2 separate regions of the Triticum aestivum genome follow, and region 2 is linked to region 1. Evidence: chromatin contacts called from public HiCAR-type data. All regions are on one chromosome and are shown on one strand. The core of a region is the stretch at or near the end of the contact, and the rest is flanking DNA. Distances in the headings are between cores, read along the strand shown.

Region 1 (6,617 bases), core at 2,059-4,558:
AAAAATGTTCAGGAATTTCTATTTTTTCCCCTTTTTCACAATATGTTCAGAATGTCATTCATAAAATGTTCATGTTTCAGAAAATGTACAGGAATTTCAAAAATGTTCTCATTTCCAAAATTTGTTCTCAATTTCAGAAATATGTTCGTGTTTTAAAAAATGTTCAGAAATTTTAGAAATGTTTCTTTGTTTTCAAAAAATTCACAATATCAGAAAATATTCAATTTTTCCAAAATTGTTCATGTTTTAGAAAACTGTTAGGTTTAAAAAAATGTTCTTGTTTTTTCTAAATTTGGATTACAAAAATTGTTCACATTTTTCAGAAAAAAAGCTTGGAATATCAAAAAAATATTTGTGGTATTTCAAATTGTTTGAAATTATCAATAAATGCTTCTAAAATGTTTTTTCCCAAAATCTCAACCCTGCTGTCTATTGTTAAAGTATTTGGCGCTTTAATGTCTGACAACAACTTTGTGGTGGAGTGGCTTGGTGATCGTGGTCTGTGGTTTTGTGTGAGGATAGCGTAGGTTATTTGTTTTCTGGGGTTTTTTTACGTTGATGTACTTTCGCTCGATGGGCCGGCCCAGTCCTGCGTCGCCCTTGTGTGTCGAGCTCTTGTTTTGACGAAAAATGCGTCACCTAGGAGGTCCCGACGTAACCTTCCAACTAATTCACTCACGCCCCCACCCGAGTGAATTTCAGATGGGTGGGCCTGTTACTTCCCCTAACCCCAATCATAATCCTTTACGTCAGTTTTTTAACTTAAACTAGCAAATATACCCGTGCATTGCAACAGTAAAAAAAACTATTAGATTATGCAGGTGTGGTAGACATAAAAAAAAGTCTAAATCAAATGCCAGGATGAGATAAGGACTTTTAAAATGTCATTTCACAAACTATGTCTGAGTGATGTCATGACAAGATAAGGGACATTTAAAAAGTCATTTCAAAAATTCAAAATGTCATGGTCTCGTCATGACTTGATTTCCTAAGGCGCCACAACGAAATATTTTCTGGCTGAGCAAATTGCATTGATGGACCCTGCATGAGATAAACTGATGAATGATGTGGCTCGCCTTGATCTAGCGTAGCAGTGTTTATCATAATTAGTATTGTGGTACCAAAATAAAGGAAAAATAGAAATTCAGTCATTTCTATATAGCTTATAAAAACTAACCCATAGGAAGTCGTGTCAATTTTTTGGGGCTCAGCATTGTACAGGAGATGGAAACATTTTTTTACCCGATGTGAGGGACTAAATAAAACCATAAAACAACCTCTACATATCCCTAATAAAACTTGTACGTTAGCAATGGTTCATTTTTTTCATTATTTACGAATATGTTTTAGTTTTTGTGTACATTTTTGAAAAATTCTCAAATATGTTTTGAATACTTGATATTTAAAAAAAATCATGAACATTTTTCATTTCACGATCATTTATTTGAAATCGTGTTTTTTAATAATATGCGAACGATTTTTTAAAATCGTGATCATTTTATGATATTCCGAATGTTATTTGAATTCACAAACAGTTTATTGTTTCTTAATATTTTTAAAAAAACTCACAAGTTTTTGAAATTTGGTTCTTTTGAAAATCCCGAATTAATTTGAAGAAGGAAAAACTAAAATAAAAATGAGAAAGTAAAAATCAAAAAGCAAAATAGGTAACAAGGGTGCTACGACCTGCAAATGGGCCGGCTGATTACAGCGTGCGGGAGGAGGAGGCGCGCTTGCTGAGAGAAGGAGAAAAAAAGGAGAGAAAGGGGGTAGGAACCAGGATCAAACCCGGGTCTCCCATCAAGAGGGTGGAGGTCCTATCCATTGCGCTCCTCGGGTGCTTATGTTATGTGAGTGTATCAGTATATAAGAACAGCGGAACCCGACCAGTATTTTGAGATAAAAATGAACCATTTTTCCTCCCTTACGGATGACACGGTGGATAATTTATGGCAACTTCGGGGCAATTACTGTGACGTACCATCTAGAAAATGATGCAATGATGTTAGAAGCTTATCGCTTTTGGATGATCGTGCTATTTAAATCGGTCAACTAGCTCGTCACGAGGCAAGATGAGACCGGGTGTGAAAAACTTAAGTATGGGCAATTTTCGGTGTGTTTTGACATCTCAGCTGGCCCAAGATGGACGGGATGATCGTCGTGATTGGCCCTGCATATAATAGATGTTTTAAAAATAACATATATAATTGTAAATGGTAAAATTTGAGACCGGTCCGGTCAATATCTGTGGGCACGCCCGCGGACATTTGTGGACTCAAATTTGCAACCTGATGCTCTTACAAAAACTTTACATACTTACTATACTAGTATGCGATGAAGGAACAATCAGTCTCTAGTTCTACATAGAGTAGTATGTTACACTGTACACTTGTTTCCGGTCCCCCTCGAGGCTGGATGCCTGGATTATATAGCTAGGCAAAGGGAGATGCCGATTGACTACCTGCCGCCGATGCTTACCCGCGCACGTCTCTCTGGGTATCCGTGAAGCCACCTTGTACGGTCACTATCAAGGTTCCTCCTGCACCAAGCAACGTCGGTTGCGGCGGCTCCGTGCCCGACGACGACGACTGCGCAGCCGCCTCCGCCTTGCCGTCCCCCCGGCCCTGGGACAGCTCCGCCTCCGTCCGGCAGAGAGGGCACGTCGTCCTGGTGCGCAGCCATGCGTCGACGCACTCCACGTGGAATACGTGCCCACAGTTCGGCAGCTGCCGCACCGCGTCTCCGTCCGCGAGCTCCGACAGGCACACGGCGCAGTCGGCCCCAGCGGCGCTGGTGGAGCCGGCCTCCTTCCGGTGCACGGTGACCGGCAGCGCGGAGAGCGCGGACGCGTCCAGCCCGTGCCGCCGGCTGCCGATCCTTCCGAACGAGTTGATGGACCGGAAGATGCCAGCGGCCAGGCCGCCGCTGCCGCGGCCTCCGCCTCGGCCAGAGCGATACACCAGCACGTACAGCAGGACGCGCATGACGACGATGGCGACGGTGAGCCCGAAGAGGACGAAGACGACGGTGAGCGCGACGCGCCCAGTGAAGCTGTAGTTCAGCTGCCGCTCGTACGGATCCCCGGCGCCTTCCGGCGTGGCCGGCGCGCCAGCCATGGTGCTCCCTGACATGGCACTGATCGACAAGCTTAGCAGGACTCCCAGACTGAAAAAAGAGATGGAAGAAAGAGAAGAAGGCAATGTCAGGTTTAGCAGCACTCAACTGCATGTGTGTTCTCTCACAGCTTAATTAGCTTGGGCAAGAGAAGACGCTGCTCGGTTCAACGAGTGGTGTCATTGTCACGTATACAATAGAATTACGAGGCACTTTCAAAAAACAAAGAATTACGAGGCTGACAATCCTCAAAAAAAAAAAAAGAATTACGAGGCTGACATGTGGGGTGACGAGAAAACAATTGCAGATCACACGCATATTGCTCATTGGTCATGGTCAGGTACTCAGGTCTGGGAGATGTGGGCTTGATCAGCGTGGTTTGAGTACGTTTACCTGAGCTTTCGGTCCACACAAGACTTTTCTGTCGTGTAAATTTGTAATAGGAAGTGTACAGGCGAAGGCAAGACGAAACTTCGAGGAACTGAACAACCAAGATAAAAACGTTGACTTTGCAAACCCGACCAAAGAACCAATATGTGTTGAGCATCAGTAACACAAGCGCTCATATACACGCGCATACACTCATTCTTATGAACGAACACACGCACACCCTACCCCTATGAGCACCTCCGAGAGACTGAGCCGGCATATTATCTTGAGATTTACGAAGTCACCGTAGGCGCCTCGTCGTCGACGGGAACGTCTCCTCCCACTGAAAGCGCATCGCCGGAAATCCTGAAATAAATCCAGAAATAATGCGAGCACCAGGATTTGAACTCTGATGGGTTGGGGATACCACTGTCCACCTAACCATCTCAACCACAGGTTGGTTCGCCAATATGTGATTTGTTGGTTATAGGAGAACAGTGGTATCCCTAGTTCACCCGTGGTTGGATGGTTAAGACTTGACACTAGTGCTCTCGTATTTTTCTGAATTTATTTCAAGGCATTCGGCGATGTGCGTTCAGTGGAAATAGACATTTCCGACAACTACAAAAGCGTCTCTGATGATTTTTTTTAATATTAAGATGATGTGCCGGCTTAATCTCTTGAAAGTGCTCATATGGGTAGGTATGAGCATCTGCGTAACCAAAAAAATGTTTTTTTTAATGTTTTGATGTTGCTCATCACGTCTGCCACACATACTGGACCCAAGAACTTTAAACACACATAAATTTCTTGAAGACCATTCGGGTTTGAGTGTGAAAATTTCTGCAAATGGAATAAAGCTGAGCATGGAAATTTCTTCAAACCAAAAAGAGCCGGAACGATGCAGCAAAACGACTGCCACGACAAGCAAAGTGATAATCCTACATCCACGTAAAGCTATGAACCCCTCTTACGTAAACTTCCAAGAAAAAAGTCACATGTGGCAAGAATCATAGGGTATTTATTCCAAGATTATAAAATTACAATCTTCAGCGACTAGCTCACTGACACACAGAGGAAGGTGGTTTAGCCAGCACGTAGTGCTATCCCCATTCCGTCCAAATGTTGCTAAACAATGTGCAACTCTACTTTGAAAGCGATAATTTTTTACTGGAACAGGCATAGTTGGAACTTCCATGGGCTGGGCTGGGCGTAACAACTCAAGCACCAGGGCTATATATCACCCGTTGCAAGGCAGAGTTATGTCTCGCCTCTGTCGGGCGCTCTAATAGCCCGGCCCTTTACTGTACCATGTTTTTTTGTGTTCCTTTTTCGCCCTTGGTTTTTATTTTGTTTTTTCTTTGGGTTTTTTATTGCGTTTTTATTTTTTATTTTTTTCTTTCTTTGGTTTTCTTCGGGGTTATTGTTTCAACACATGTCTACATTTTTCATATGCATCGTACAATTTTCTTTTTGTCATACACATTGACTTTTTAAAAACAATACTTGTTAACATTTTAAAAAATATGCATGGTGTCTAATTTTCCATACCCTTTGCATATTTTTCTATGCATATAAAACTTTTTCTATACACATTGAACATTTACGAAGTACTCCCTCTATTCCAAAATATAAGTCTTTCTAGAGGTTCCAATAGGTGACTACATACGGAGCAAAATGAGTGAATCTACACTAAAATATGTCTACATACATCTGTATGTTGTAGGCCATTTGAAATATTTAAAAAGACTTCTATTTCGGAACGGAGGGAGTACATGATTAACATTCTACAAAAACATGTTTGAACCTTTTTCAAATACATGTTAAACATTTTTCAAATACACATGGCATCATTTTTTGTATGATAAAAAACATTTTTTGGAGCTATGCAAGATTTTTTTACATGTACAAACATCTGTATGAAAAATGTCATGAACACATTTTTGAAACAAGTGAATAGTTTTTAAAATGTAACATACATTTTTTTGGAATGTATGTGACATGTTTGAATTACAATAAAGTTTTATAATGTATAGCATTTTCTTAAATGTCATATGCATTTTATTTTTGCAAGTCATCATATTTTTTAAATGTCACAAACATTTCTTGTACACATGCTTACCATTTTCCGCATACATGATTAAGAGTTTCTACTTTTTTGCGAAAATGGTCCAGATCTATTATCAAAGTTCGGCGGAACTACAAAGCATCTCGAATATAATAAAAAATACACCAAGATTCCAAGACCCCCAAACAACTAATACTGCTGCTAGAACAAGCCGCTGATGTGTTGTTGTCCTTGCTCCCCTATGGGAGCCGACTTGACCTGGTCGATGACAACCGAAAAGTCTTCGTGCACGTGCCCATAAGGACCGGCGCCTTAGAACCACAGTCAATGCTGTTGAACCCTTGCATTGATCAGAAACACCTGACACCAAATCTCGCCACAAAGACGAGAAACCCTAACCTCACTGTCCTAAGAGACGGTAGGGATCTACTCCCTCCGTCCCAAAATATAAGAACAATTTTAACACCTAGCATAGTATCAACAATGTTCTTATATTTTGGGACAAAGGAAGTATGTTGGAGCTCCATCGACTACGTCCACACAGACATACTCAAGGAGAATCGGAGCCCGAAAGACAAACACGAAGAACTAGTGCCGCCATCTGCCTGAGCACCACATTGCGAGGACTAAAAAACCCTAACCTAAATTATTAACCGGAGCGGTGGCACCGGAATTCCCTTCCCGGCTGCCGGCTACCAAAGTGGCAGGGATAGGGGAGGCGAATACACGGACTCACCGATGAAGTTTGGAGAGAAGAGTTTTCCCTAGTCACCTAGGGTTACGGAAGGAAAATGAGCCCCTGAGATGGATCAAAAAGTTGAAGGATTGTTCCTGTTTATCTTTATTGCTTCACAATTTACATTTTCTACTATTTTTCATTCACATTATTTATTTTCCATATACATTAGAGACATTTTTCATACATATTTAATATTTTTCAAATGCATGATTAACGGTTTTTTAAAAATTAGGTGAAGTATTTTTTATGATATATATATTTAGAATATTTCAAAATATAAATAACAGACAAAACGTAATTTTTCTTACGAAAACGTGAATAAAAAAT
Region 2 (6,617 bases), core at 2,362-4,861, 880 kb after region 1:
TCGATCTGTCAAAATTCATGTAAGCGGGAAGGGCCACAACAAAGCACTAATTAAGTAGTACTCCTTGCAAAGGTCACTCCCGTGTTTCAGGTTGCGGCAAGTGGCGCATATGCAGTGTGCCTTGTAACCCGGGAGTTTTTTTTCCCGTAGATTCGTTTATTCAATGCGCTTTATCTCTCAAACCGTGCGTTCAAATATCAAACCGTTTTCATCATTGGAATGAATCCTCGTGTCGAGATCTTCAAAACTAGATCGTGTTGATAGGTTTCTGTAAACTTTTTTTTTCACAAAAAAACCCGATCCAAGAACACATTTTTCCTTTCTGAGAGGCACGGTTGTGCCTCTTGCGGAAGGAAAACACCGCGTTTTTCGCCTCTTGCGTAAGCAAATTCGTGCCTCTCACGAAAGAGAAAAAAATATGTTTTTTTTCTTTTTTTCGAGAGGCACAGTCATGCCTCTTGCGGAAGTAAATTCGTGTCTCTAGGAGAAGTAAATACGTGCCTCCACGGGAAGCAAATCCGTGCCTCAACAAGAAGTAAATTTGTGCCTCTTGCATACGAAACGAACAGCAGAAGATGTCCATTTATGTTTCACTCATTTTCACTTGCCTTCAATACATGCAAATTGCAACATCTTCAAAACAAGTCACAAACATTGCAGACATAGAACATCGGCACAATATATCCAAGTTAGAAAACAAATCAGACACCAAACCGAACATAGCTTGTTTTCAGAACTAAAGCTGAGCCATAGTGCCTTCCTTCTGGGAATCCAACCATGCGGCGGATACCTTCTTCAAATTTCAAAGGCTTTCAGTGGGTCCTTGGGGTCAATTTCATGGAAGAGAGGGAGATCGGACCGGAGACTGTGCTGGCTGAAACCAACACTTTCCAGTGTCTTCAGCACCTCGTCGAACAAAACTTTGTTCCCGAACGGGGTGAAATGTAGCCCGTCACTGCATGATATAACAAAGTTATCGTACTAGTTCAGAATGTGCTTCGGCAAAATACTATATAATCAAAACCACTATATACCGAACATTAGGGCATTAAGAGCAGAGATGAATATAATATTCTGCTAACGTACTGGTCAATTGATGACCAATTATCATATTCCTGGATGAAGAACAGGACTTGGAAAAGGTGTACATTAGACCACTAAAGTAGTGTTCTAAACACTCTTATATTTCTTTACGGAGGGAGTATTTCTGAAGTTTCAAGCTATTTCAAGCACATAGACTAATGGCTATTAGCAAATGGTAAGAGATCATTCAGACATACAAGCGTGCAGATTATATACTACTGTATCTGAGAACATGCAATACAAAATCTTCTTTTTTATATTTTATAGGAGAGTGGAAAAAAATTAGCGTGCTAAAAGAAGAAGTGTTCAATAGCTTCCATTAGAGAAACAAAAGCGAGAGCATATAATTTGCTCTATTTACAGGTTTTTGTTTTACACTGCAGATGTTAGAAAATTATTCATGGTGTAGAATATTAAGTTAGATTTATGTGTCGCTATAATCATTGTTTTTACGATGAGATCACAGGATGCAGATTATCAACTAATTCTTAGCTTGTTTTCTCAGTCTCGTTATATAACCAAGAACATCACTTGGCAAAGTTCAATAGCACTATAGGTTGGCTCCACCTGATTCGCATAATTGTGATTCTTGATTTACCTAGAATGCCAAACATAACAAACGTTTTGTGTGTGTGTGTGTGGCCTAAAATTATAGCCAACAGCCAAAATGGTGAATTCTGGTCTGGGGTGCACTGCACATGATAAACAAGTTCCTCACTTAATTGCATTGTTTTTGATAGAAAATGTTAGGCAAATTCTGAGCAACAGTCTGCCCGAGGATTTACACCTATTTTTTTAACATTCAACAGAAGTAGAAAACCATTTTTATCTTATCTGGCCATTTTCATAACCAGCAAAGAAAGCAGCTCATAGAATGAATAATCTCGCAATTATTAAGCCTTTGCACCGTCAACATTAGGTATAAGAGTTCTTCAAACAGATTTGCATGATCTACCTTTGCCTACAATTTGGAAGGAGATTTGTACCTTAATGCAGACGTTTGCCAATCAGGAAATTGCTGTATCTGCGTCCAGATGTCTATAACTGGATGACCCAATTCTTTAGCAACAGCTATGCACGCCTGTGCATAAGTGCCAGCAGCTTCATTGGTTCTTTCAGGCTGTCTTGAAGGGTCATTATCTCCATATATGTCTCTGCATGGAAAGATATGGAATAAGTGTGGTTTGCATGCGAATCTGCTTTGCCAAAAGGTACAATTTATATAATTTGCTTGGAAGAAATCTCCAGGCCAGACCACAGGCCACCACCTGGCAACTGGATAACAGGATATATACAAAGCCCAATAGCACACTCCACACTGTTGAAATTGTCGCAATTTCGATTGAAAATACAGGGAACACACAAGGAACTAAACCTAATGAACTTGTTAAATAGATGCACATAGGCCGAATACTAAACACACACTGTGTACACTTAGTAAGTTCAGCCCAATTTCTTAACATTGTGGTTGAGATAAACAGTTTTGATTGACATAAATCACTGCAAACACAAGTGACTGCCCGCATCCACAATGGTATATGGAATATAGAAAAAGGAAACCCACAAGGGAATACAGCAAAGGTAAACCCATAAGCCACAAGGGAATCAACATAAGGAAACCCATAAGGATATCCAGTGGATCCTGGTTGACCTGACCACCAATAAAGCAGTAAAAGTATGATATCGGCAAGGTGAGGGGGCTATCAGTTACCGAATCCTCGCCGGCTCGTGGATCGGCGGAGGGGTGATGAGTATGACGGCGGCGGAGGGCCACTTATTCTGCAAAACCAAACCACAGATGAGTAGCTGAAGAAGCAAATCAGCTTGAGCAGCATTCCTGTTCCAGGACCGCAACCTTGAAGTACGCAGAGATGGCGCGTAGGTTGTCCTTGTACTCCCCGAGCGGCACGTGCTGGTGCGCCTGCACCTGGTCGGGCAGGGTGGCGTCGTTGGCGCCGAAGAAGACCGTCACCGCCGCCGGGTCCGCGCCTCCGTCGGCCGCCCCCTCCATGGCTCTGTCCAGCACCTTCAGCGCCCAGCGCGTGTTGTACCCGCTGAGGCCGCGCAGCACCACATCCGCCTAATCATCAGCAAAAACCCGACGTCACGCGTAGCGGCGGCGGCGGCGCGACCGGCGAGGGGGAGGGGCGCTGCGGACGTACCTGCCTCGCGAACTGCTCCGCGAGGGCGGCGCCCCAGCCGCCGGGGGCAAAGGACTGCTCGGTGATCGAGTCGCCGAAGAGCACCAGCCGCGGCCGCATCTTGTCCCCTCCTCCCTCCAACACGGATCACGGATCGGCCGCTGGACTGGGCTTGCTGGCTGGTGGCTACCCCGGATGTCACGTCGCCTTCACGAGCGCCTCGCTTCTGCAGTGGAGTATTATACGGCCATGGCCATGTGGTAGGTTGTTGGGTGGCCTCCAGGGAGAGGTGGAATATTATTAGGTGAGCTCGTCGCGACTTTGATCGGCAAGCGGCGAGGATTCTTCGGTACTTCCGAGTCCCGACGAGCGAGCAGGTTCCGGCCAGCCGTCTTCCCCCCTTTTTTTTTAGGGTCTGGCCAACCGTCTGTTGAGCTCTCCCGGTGTGTCGTTGGGCCGATGACTGGCTGACCGGACGAAAAGCCCAGAATTTGAGGCCCGTGAACATAGAATGGATTTGAGCAAATATCGTCCTCCCACCGATGGCTAAACAGCCTCAAAAAGAAAAAGAAAAAGATGGCTAAACAGCCATGTCGGATGTCGCCACGCGCGTGTGATATGGAGAGTTCGCTGAAAGAAAAATGAATGGATCAAGAGAGAGAGAGAGCAGTTTTAAGGTTAAATTATCAAAATACAGGACGCGGACGCGGCCTATCTCAGCTTGAGCTCATATGAGCTCGGATGAAAAGTAAAATCCAAAAAATAAAATAAAATAAATCTTATTTTATTTTGGCAAACATTGATGAATATTCAAATGCTTGCAGAGCTTCATCATGGAATAACATATGTGGAAGTCGTGCCTTGCGGAAAATAAATTTAAAAACAATAAAAATTTTGAGGTAACAATAATCACTGACATGATACTTACCACTCCGAGTCAAACATAACAGGTAGACTGTACGTGCATGTGAATTCTTTTTTTTTCTTGAGGGACATGTGAATTCTCTCTGTGACACTCCCCCGCAGAAAAAAAAAGGGTGACACTGACACAGGGTACTACTCCTGATAAACATCTAAATTTCTAGCAGAGTATATATGTGGACCACATGTACATAAAAGTAGAAGTCAACACAAACTTAGTAGCATCAGCGTCCAGCCATCTATTACCTCCGTATTTAGCCTACAAGAACGTCTTATATTTTGGTATGGAGGTAGTAATTGTACAATTTGCTGAATCCAGCTGCGAGTTCCCTTCAGACGTGCACGACCTGCTTCCTGCCCCCCATTTGCCAAACTTGTTCAGCTGCAGGACATCACATCAGAGGTTTGTACCAACCCAAAACATCTCGACTTATCTTCAGGAGCATCCAACTCAATTTGTCCTTGATCTTATGCTTGTAGTCAATAAACTGCACCAACAACCTCGCTAGTTCTGAAAGTAGGATTTTCTAGGTCAGAGCAGATTAGCATGTGGTAGGCAAACTGGTAACATCAGGTGGATGTAGGGTGGGGCGGCGGTGTTGTACATTACCAATGAGTATCCTCAGATGGAGATAGCTGATGCTTGTTTTGACTCGCAACGATAGACGGTTGATTGCACCTATATTAGAGAAATCAGAATATCGGACTAACTAGGATCTCCCCGCAAACAAAAAAAGACTAACTAGGATGTTGGCAAGAGCCAATGGCTCAACCAGTTTTGATAAGCATGGAAAGTTGACTGAGACATACCAGACTCCAATCTGGACTGTTCCTCATGGCCATATATGGCACACTTTGCATAAGCAAGAAGTCGAACATGACGTGGGGCCCCTAGATTCCCTAAAATGGACCTCAATAGTCCACTGAATTGAGATCACAAATAACATTACAAACAACAAAAATGAGTGAGAAAATAGTAGCAAGGTTATGTGCTCTACAAAGATTTTCCTTACTCTGTTCGAAGTATGACCAGAAAGTCAGGCGGCAAGGATTCCATAAATGAAGATATATCATCCATTCCAAGAGAGCTCAAGTCTTGCTTTATACGTGTCTTCTCTTCACCAGATACTTGTGTTCCAAGAGCTGATTTGCTGGTGAGCATTACAACAGTTAGACATGAAAGGCTGTTTAATAAGTAACTTGTTGCACGTCACTGCCTAGCCCATAAAGTAAAACTGTAAGAACTGAGCTTAATACAATAAATATGTTTAAGCGATGAGATTCTAGCACTTAAATTGACTCTCTTGGAAAGGTTAGACTTTACTACTTAGCCCACACCTGCAAGTGGGACTCACCATGAGAGAACCGAAGCTATTAGCTAAACTTTGCTGTCCCTGTGGTCATTGGTGGCTCGCACATCAAGATTATCCAGTCAGCAACTGTATTGTGCCTAAAATAAGCATGTCACGAGGGTTCTCCTGACTCTAGTTATTACTATGGTAATCATTGAACTTTAGAATTGATGTAAAGCAGAACATGGATATGTATTAAAATTTACGGTATAGAATAGATACCAAGCTTGGTTTGTTCCTCGGGGCGATCAAATCCAGCGCAATGCATTGGGTTATGAGAAGTGGAAAGCAGTTGCCACTGCTCTTGCCCAATGGTTAGCTAGGGCCTTTTTCTGGTTCTCTCTCACCCACTTGGGATGGCACATTACTTTCTTCCAGCTCTACCAATATAATGAGGCGCCACATTTTTTGCATTTTCTCGAGAAATGAGAAACACCAAGCTGGCTTTACTCAATGCATGGCTGATGTACTAAGCGTATGTAACAAAATCATGGCTGAAGTCTAGCAATACGAACTAATGCATGGCAGAAGTACTAAGAAAATATGAAACCAATGCATGGCTGACGTAAATAAATAAAAAGCCTGGTGTTCATTTTTAAGTTGTCTATTCTAGGTTGCCATAAAAAAAACTTAATGTCTTTGTATGAGCTACCTGATCAGAAATAATTTCCTAACTTTTCGAGTGTGGACTTATATGCATCCGTTGCTTAAGAAAATTAGTGTATTATAAGAATTTCCCTATTAACGTTGAACATGACTTTTCTCATGTTTTTTGCCCCATAATGAAAAGTCCACAGAACATTGCAATATTTGAGCATTGTGGTGGAAGTGAAAAAAGGTTTACCTGTATATAGTCCTTCCAGTGAATATTAAAGGGAAGTACTTTGCATATTTTCCGACACCAAACTGTTCACCTAACTCCAGAATTTTTGGCACATCCAGCGATATCAATGCTTTCCACAGCTTACAATAGTCCAGTCTAAACTTTGGGTCCAATTCTTTATAAATGCCATGATCCAACAAAACTGTAAAAGTATGCACCATTTTACCAATTAAAAGCAATACAAGTTCATTCTGTCAAATAGGAAGAGCTGAATAAACCCAGCCATTATGATATAAT

The links. HiCAR-type assays count read pairs that join an accessible place to other places.
Region 2: a HiCAR-type map of leaf shows a contact between it and region 1, with 9 times the contacts expected there. The contact joins the promoter of LOC123060662 here to the promoter of LOC123058125 in region 1. A contact is called at or near these places in 2 of 5 Hi-C or Micro-C datasets (both in leaf) and 1 of 1 datasets of contacts at active chromatin or transcription factors (leaf).

What each region holds. Positions count from the first base shown.
Region 1 is chr3A:129,824,242-129,830,858 of IWGSC CS RefSeq v2.1, forward strand. LOC123058125 (RING-H2 finger protein ATL74) reads right to left here and starts at 3,309. Exons shown (of 1, transcript XM_044480948.1): 1 at 2,225-3,309. The coding sequence starts at 3,131. The coding sequence ends at 2,475.
Region 2 is chr3A:130,705,202-130,711,818 of IWGSC CS RefSeq v2.1, forward strand. It overlaps LOC123060662 (GDSL esterase/lipase At5g45920), which reads right to left and starts at 3,612. Exons shown (of 5, transcript XM_044483462.1): 1 at 3,246-3,612; 2 at 2,939-3,163; 3 at 2,795-2,862; 4 at 2,070-2,237; 5 at 556-955. The coding sequence starts at 3,344. The coding sequence ends at 796. It overlaps LOC123060663 (aarF domain-containing protein kinase 1), which reads right to left. Exons shown (of 16, transcript XM_044483464.1): 12 at 6,342-6,522; 13 at 5,159-5,296; 14 at 4,956-5,068; 15 at 4,756-4,824; 16 at 4,117-4,656. The coding sequence ends at 4,538.